2 separate regions of the Canis lupus genome follow, and region 1 is linked to region 2. The links are chromatin contacts, called in public Hi-C maps. All regions are on one chromosome and are shown on one strand. Each heading gives the region's core, a stretch centred on a gene start, on an enhancer-like site or on the middle of the called end of the contact. The rest is flanking DNA. Distances are from core to core; before and after follow the strand shown.

What was found. A called contact is a pair of places that touch in the nucleus more often than the background predicts.
Region 1: a contact with region 2 is called in a Hi-C map of blood, with 5 times the contacts expected there. The contact joins the promoter of TIFA here to the promoter of LARP7 in region 2. A contact is called at or near these places in 2 of 9 Hi-C or Micro-C datasets (both in blood).

The regions. Positions count from the first base shown.
Region 1 is chr32:7,755,316-7,758,467 of UU_Cfam_GSD_1.0, forward strand. TIFA (TRAF-interacting protein with FHA domain-containing protein A) reads left to right here and starts at 1,895. Exons shown (of 3, transcript XM_038581893.1): 1 at 1,895-2,016; 2 at 3,102-3,152. It overlaps ALPK1 (alpha-protein kinase 1), which reads right to left. Exons shown (of 16, transcript XM_038581883.1): 1 at 3,048-3,152; 2 at 1,320-1,497.
Region 2 is chr32:7,467,187-7,470,635 of UU_Cfam_GSD_1.0, forward strand. It overlaps LARP7 (la-related protein 7), which reads right to left and starts at 1,367. Exons shown (of 13, transcript XM_038581864.1): 1 at 1,190-1,367. It overlaps ZGRF1 (protein ZGRF1), which reads left to right and starts at 1,397. Exons shown (of 28, transcript XM_038581861.1): 1 at 1,397-1,756.

The DNA.
Region 1 (3,152 bases), core at 645-3,144, 290 kb after region 2:
TAGTGCATCTCGCAGATCTTTCCGCATAAATCTAAGTTGTTTATTTTAATCATAGTCACTTGACTCCAGGAATAGGGAGGAGGAAGAGAAGTCCACACTAGCTTTCCTTTGTCTCAATCTCAACACTTTGGGTATCCACATGTCTCCCTCCTTTGGAGAATAATGGAAAAAGTTAAGTGAGTTGTTTCAAGTAATTCGAAGTATTTTCATAGGTTGGTAGAGAGCTTCAGCCGTGGAGTGAGGCACTCTTGAGTTGAGTTACCCCAAATCTGAGTATCTGAGCTGGGCAGTGGAGAGTTAGAGCGCATCCAGGAGGGTTAGAGTGTATTGAATAGAAGGTGGGTTTCATATAACCCAATTACCAGCAAGCAACAAAAACAAGCAATGCTTCTTTTTTTCCTTCTCTAAGGTGTGACTGTATTACCACAATTATTTTTCGATCTTAGTGAAATGCAATAGGTTTTCAGGTATATCTGCTAAATTATGGGCTACTAAAAGTATCTAAAACTATTTTTAAGATTCTTTCCATGTAAAAATATACTAGATTGTGGGCATTTTATGTTATTTTTACATTAAATGATTCATCACGGATAGTTCAAACAGTAAATCACTCTTTTCAGAATCAACAACATATCTGCCTATTATTTTCTTCTATTTTGACTTGATAAACAATTCCAGCCTGACTTATGAGATATCCATTTCCCTGAAGGTTCCTTTTAATCTCTTCCTAAATCGGTAGCCTAGGAATAATGTAAGGGAACAGCAAAATGAAATAATATTCAGCATCATAAATTTTGGCAATTATTGCATTTTCTTTATTCGTGCTATTAATAGCATCTACTATACTAGTCCTTTGCCACTTATAAAGCATTTTCAAATCTTAATATCAAAGGTTGGAGATCAGAAACTACAATTCTGATAATGTTATTTTATTGTATAGGTTTATTGGTATAGTTAAGTTGTGTATCTTACCTTCTACATGCTCTAATGTTCTTCAGCTGAAAGATGATACTCTCGCTATCTCCACTCCAGAGAAGAAATAATAAATGCTGATGATTAACAAACAAAATTGCAGCCTTACAGGAATCTGCTTCCTCTGTAGTTATACTCTTCCTTCCTCAGGTTTATGGTTCCTAATTATACCTAACCAACTCTGAGAGGTCAAAATTTAGCCCCCTCAAAGAATCTCTTTATCAGATGGGGAAGTAGCAAGTATCAATGTCGTTTTACGGCCAGTGAAACTGACCTGCAAAGGAGCAACTCTCCTGCAAATCAGGGTCAGAATCCAGACAGATGAGTAGTTTCCATCTGACACCTACCAGAATTGGTGGGTAGATTCCGAAGCTCCGAGGTAAGTGGGCCAGTTTAACCTTGGTCACTGCTAGCTTTGTCCTCTCTCCTCAGTCTTTCACTCTCGATATAGTCTTACTCGTACCCCGCTCTAGACACTGATTGTCTTTAAGTTCCTCCACCTGTAGTTTATTCCGAACCTTCTCCCTGAGGCAGAAAAATACTATTACTTTTTTCACTGGAGGCCCTAAAGGACTCCTGGGCGGGTTAAGCGTTTCTCAATGCACCTTGCACCAGCCTATACGTGCGGAACCCCAGACTCTGGATGATGAGGGAGAGATCCCTCCAGGTGGACGGGGCGGAGGAGGAAGCCCTGGACTGCTCTGGTGTAGGGTGGGTGCTGACTAGGAGCTCTGCGGCACCCCCAAACCCGGTCTCTGCCCTGGCTCGCTCCACGGGACACTTAGCCACCCTCAGGGCTGCAGGTCACTCACCCGTAAGGGGGACCCACTCTCCCGACCGCGAGGATTAAATGAAATCCTACAGGCCGTGCACCTCGCTTGTCTAGGAAGTCACTTCGACTCTCCGCCCACCCCTACCCCGTCCCGGGCCCACACTCGAGGTCGGGCGGCACAGGGCGGGGGCAGGGCGTTGAAGCGACTCCGCTCCCTTTTCAAACTCTAGCTCACTAGCCCCATCCTTTTGAGGGGCCACCTGTTTGGGGAGGTAAGGTACTCGCCAGTTTTACTGCGCTTCAAACCTGGCCTGGAACCTCAGAAAGACGGCCAGGGGGCTGGGCCTCTCGCGCACCCCGCCTCAGCAGCCTCGCACACCCGGCGGAGAGGGGAGGGGGCGCGCGGGGGCGCGCGGGGGCACGCGGGGGCGCGCGGGGGCGGGGCCTGAGAACCGCCGCGCCACGCTCCGGCCTTTATAAAGGCTTCGGGGCGTCTACAGGGCGCACTTCGCCGGGAGCGGGAGGAGCGGTGCGGGCCCCGCCGCCTCCGCGCACCGCCCCCGCCCCCGCACCCCCGCGCCCCCGCGCCCCCGCGCCCCCGCGCCCCCGCGCCCCCGCGCCCCCGCGCCCCCGCGCCCCCGCGCCCCCGCTTCGGCCCCGCCCCCTCCCCTGGGCTCCCAGCGCCCTCTGGCGCCCCCTGGAGCTGCGGCGGGGGGCGCGCGGGGGGCTCCGACGGTCGGCGGACTCCAGCCTCCGCGCAGGCCCCTTTAGTCTCGTGCGGGGCCTGGAAAAGCGAAGCCGCTCTGGGGAAGCCAGTTCACCGACTCCCCGGCCCCGAGGTATCCGGGCGGGCTGCGGTCTGGGGGTGAAGTGCGGAGGGTGTCTGGCCTGTTTATCGCCCCGAGAGGGAAGCTTCCTTTGTGTAGGGGTCTTTCGGGGTGCGCTACAGAGAGTCACAGCCCCTGCTCCCGCCGGCCCAGCGCGCGGGCGCGCTTGAGCAATTACAGCACGGCCCCAGCTTTACGAAATTTAGGAATATTTATAAATGCGATGGGGGGAATACTGAAAGGAAATACCAGAAGATGGGGTGTGTTTTCTTTGTGCTTTTCTGTGCTTTGCAAGGTGTCCCCCCCCCCCCAATCAGAAAACAAAAAAGAATTCCATTTATCAAGTGTAGCTCAGCAGTGGTGCGTGAACCCCCGGGCGTCCCCCAGGCCCCTTCCCACCTGCAGGGACTTGGCTACGGGGCCGCGGGCTCCCTGGAGCTCTCTGCTGCGGGGTCTTCCGGCCCTGGCCTCCTTACCTTAGCTGTTCCTTAGAAAAATAGGGTAATCGGCTGTTTTCTGGGACTTCCCAGCTTTCAGATTGAAAGGAGGAATTTCCCAAATCCTCCGGAAGCCAGAACCCA
Region 2 (3,449 bases), core at 117-2,616:
TTGGCTGGCTCAGTCAGTAGAACACGCGACTCAATCCCGGGGTTGAGAGTTCAAGGCCCATATTGGGCATGGGGTCTACTTAAAATAGAGTAAATAAATAATAAATTTTAAAATATTCTATTAAAAAACTAGTTCAAAGGAGAATTAAAAGATCTAAGCAATCAGGAACACTGAAATGAATTTGTTAATAGATGCAAAACTGGTTAGGGCCATAACTACAAAATTGATTAACTACAAGACTTAAGTTCCATTATAATCGTTTCCTACAACTAACACAAATGTAAAATAGCTCAATGATAATGAAAGAGAGAACCTGGAAGAGCCAGCTAGAGAAGACATCCAGTATCTTTTTTCTTGGCCATTTCAAGGTGTTCCACAATTTCCCAGCAAAATCATACGTAAAATGTCTTGACGTGCATGCATCTTCCTAGGATGCTCATCCATAGCCTTTACCATTTTTAGAGGAAACGGTGTCAAAAACGTTAAGTCATTGTTCTACCATGGCTGACCATTCAACGGTACCAGAACACCGTGCCTGTTCTTTCAATTAGTCTTGTCTTTACTTGCCTTATAAACTCCTATTCAATTTTCAAGGCCCACGTTAAATGGCATCTTACTCTCTCCAGCTTTCCACCACCACGTCTCCCCTAATTTATTGCCTCCTCATCTATTTTCCCTCAAGCACATTTATTAACGCATTCAGTACACTCCACTGACATTTATAATTTGTTAGCTCCCTTCCGTAACTGGATTTTTCGATTCTCTGATGACAAAAACTAGAATCCCGAAAATAAGAAAGTGACTTAACTTTAAAAACTTAAGTGCTCACACTCGCTATCGTTTGGCCGCCAACGCTCACATCTACGAGGCCCGGCGATTTCACCTCTGGCTACGGCCCCCCGTCGACACCAGTCCTTTCCCAAGTACGCTGCCCAATACCGGGCGGGCCCCCGATCTCCTAAAGCCGGACGATATGCGCCCCCAATCTCCGAAAACTGGAACTACAAGGGCCGCTGAAGGACCTTTGCGCGTGCGCAGAGGAACAGGACGAGCAAACCGATGGGCTTGTGGGAGGGGACGAAGTGAAAGGGCCGACAGATGATAGAATGGAGCGCGTGACAAAGGACTTAGAAGACTTGAAGCCTCACTCAACCTGAGCGACACGATCTACAGTTTACTTCCAACTTACTCTGTCCAGTTCCCAAAATACTGGGCCGGTGATTTCGTCCTCCAACCTTTCCGTCTCCAGATCCTTATAGAGCTGGTTTCCGCGTCATAGGGTGGGCGACACGGTTCTCCCGTACGCCTCCGAAAAGGCGAGCGCGAGGACGGAGACGGCGCGCCCGGCGCTTGCGTCACGGGCGTGAGCTGGCGCAAGGGGCGGGGCGTCGGGTTACCCGGCTGGCCGAGGAGGCTCACAGACCACGAGAAGTTTTGATTGGCGGTTTGCAAACGTCGGTACTTGTGGGCGGGCTGAGTAGTGGGTCCTGATCCCGTGCGGTCCCGGGTTGATGACGTCACAGCCTTCCGCGGGAGAAATTCGAACGTGTGTTTTACGGACCGGTGAAGTCCTCTGCTTCTCTGGGAGTGAAGGTGGATAGGAAAGGGGATGTGAACGAGAGGCGGCGTCGCAATTTAGGGCAAAGTGTTGAGAGGCTCTATTGCGCCGGAAGCGAGCCGTTGCTGGTGCTGTTTGGAACCAGGTGTGGGGAGTGACAGCCTTTCCAGCCTCTGCGTTGCACTTCCGGCAATAAGTGTAAGGACCAGAGAGAGTTTTGCTCTTTGTGTTTATCTAGGCCTGACAGAGGGTCAAGTCTCACTGCCATTCGGTTACACAGAATCATGGTAATTATTATCTTGGCAATGAAATGTGGGCTTCTCTGGGTCATTTGGACTGAGCGACTTCTTAACAGGATACTGGGTTTGAGACTCTGGAACTTTTAAATCTGAACTATTTAGGGATTCTAAAGATCTTGCTTGTTCCAAAATAAAAAGACCAAAAACATCTCCTCGTACTTAAACATAAATAAGACTGGTTCATATTTTATGGAGAACACAGAATTTTATATATGAATGTATAAAGCAGCATAGGGACGTATGGGTAATGTCTTTGGGGAGGTAATGTGCACATCTGTGGTTATATAATTATTGCAGACATCTGAGGTATCCCTACCGCTTTTAAAACTTTGCACGTTGAACTTTTACCCGTTGGAGGTGGGTCAACATTTGACGTAGATGATTTTTAGAAAAAAAATTTTTCTTAAAGATTTTATTTATTTATTCATGAGAGACACACACAGAGAGAGAGAGAGAGAGAGAGGCAGAGAGAGACACGGGCAGAGGGAGAAGCAGGCTCCATGCAGGGAGCCCGACGCGGGACTGGATCCGGGATCACGCCCTGAGCGGGAGGCCGAGGTCTACTCAAGGGCTGAACCACTCAGGCGTCCCCAGATTTTTTCTTTTTTTCTTTTTTGTTTTTACTTTTCACTTAAATGCCATGTTGTTAGCTGATACCATTTCAACTATTTAACGGTAAACGGTATTTTAACTCCTTTGTTTTTTTTTTTTTTTACTCCTTTGAACGTAGGACTTAGGCCTCTTCTAAAGATTTTAGTATTTTATTTTTTAAAGATTTTATTTATTTATTCATGAGAGCACACAGAGAGAGAGGCAGAGATGCAGGCAGAGGGAGAAGCAAGCCCCTTGCAGGGAGCCCAACGTGGGACTCGACCCCAGGTCTCCAGGATCACACCCCAGGCTGCAGGCAGCGCTAAACCGCTGCGCCACCAGGGCTACCCTCCCTTATGCCTCCTATCAGCAACCAGAGCGATCTTTGTAAAACCCAAGTTAGATTATGTAATCTTATTCTTAAAACCCTACCATTTGCACTCCCTTTATAGAAAATTCAAACAACTTGGCATAGCATAGAAGGCCCTCTGACTCCTATTGCTCATTTTTTTCAATCTTCTCTCTCACTCACTATTCATTGTCTTAACTTGACCCCTTAATTGAACTGAATTCCTTGGTCATGCCTTGGTGTGTCTTTCACAGGACCTTATACATTGATTCCTTTTTGGAAATACATTCCTGGCATCTTCTTTTGGTTATGGTTATTTCAGTTTACAGCTTAGACATTACATTCTTAGGGGGAAGCCTTATTTGATTCCATAGACCCATTTGGGTGCCCCTCCTATGCTTATTTCTGTCATGTTTTATTGTAAATACTGTTTATCAACATGCTTTACTGAGAATGCCTTGATTAGGAATTGTATTTGTTCATTTTAGTACCTCAACCTAGGTGTCTGGCAAGTACTAAATAAATATATGTAATTTATACATAATATGTATGTGGTATATGTATGAAGGGGGAATTGAATCCAGAATTGTAAATTATGGTTTTATTGAATCTCTCCTAGGTCTTTTAGCCCTGTGTTCTCAAACTTGAGCAT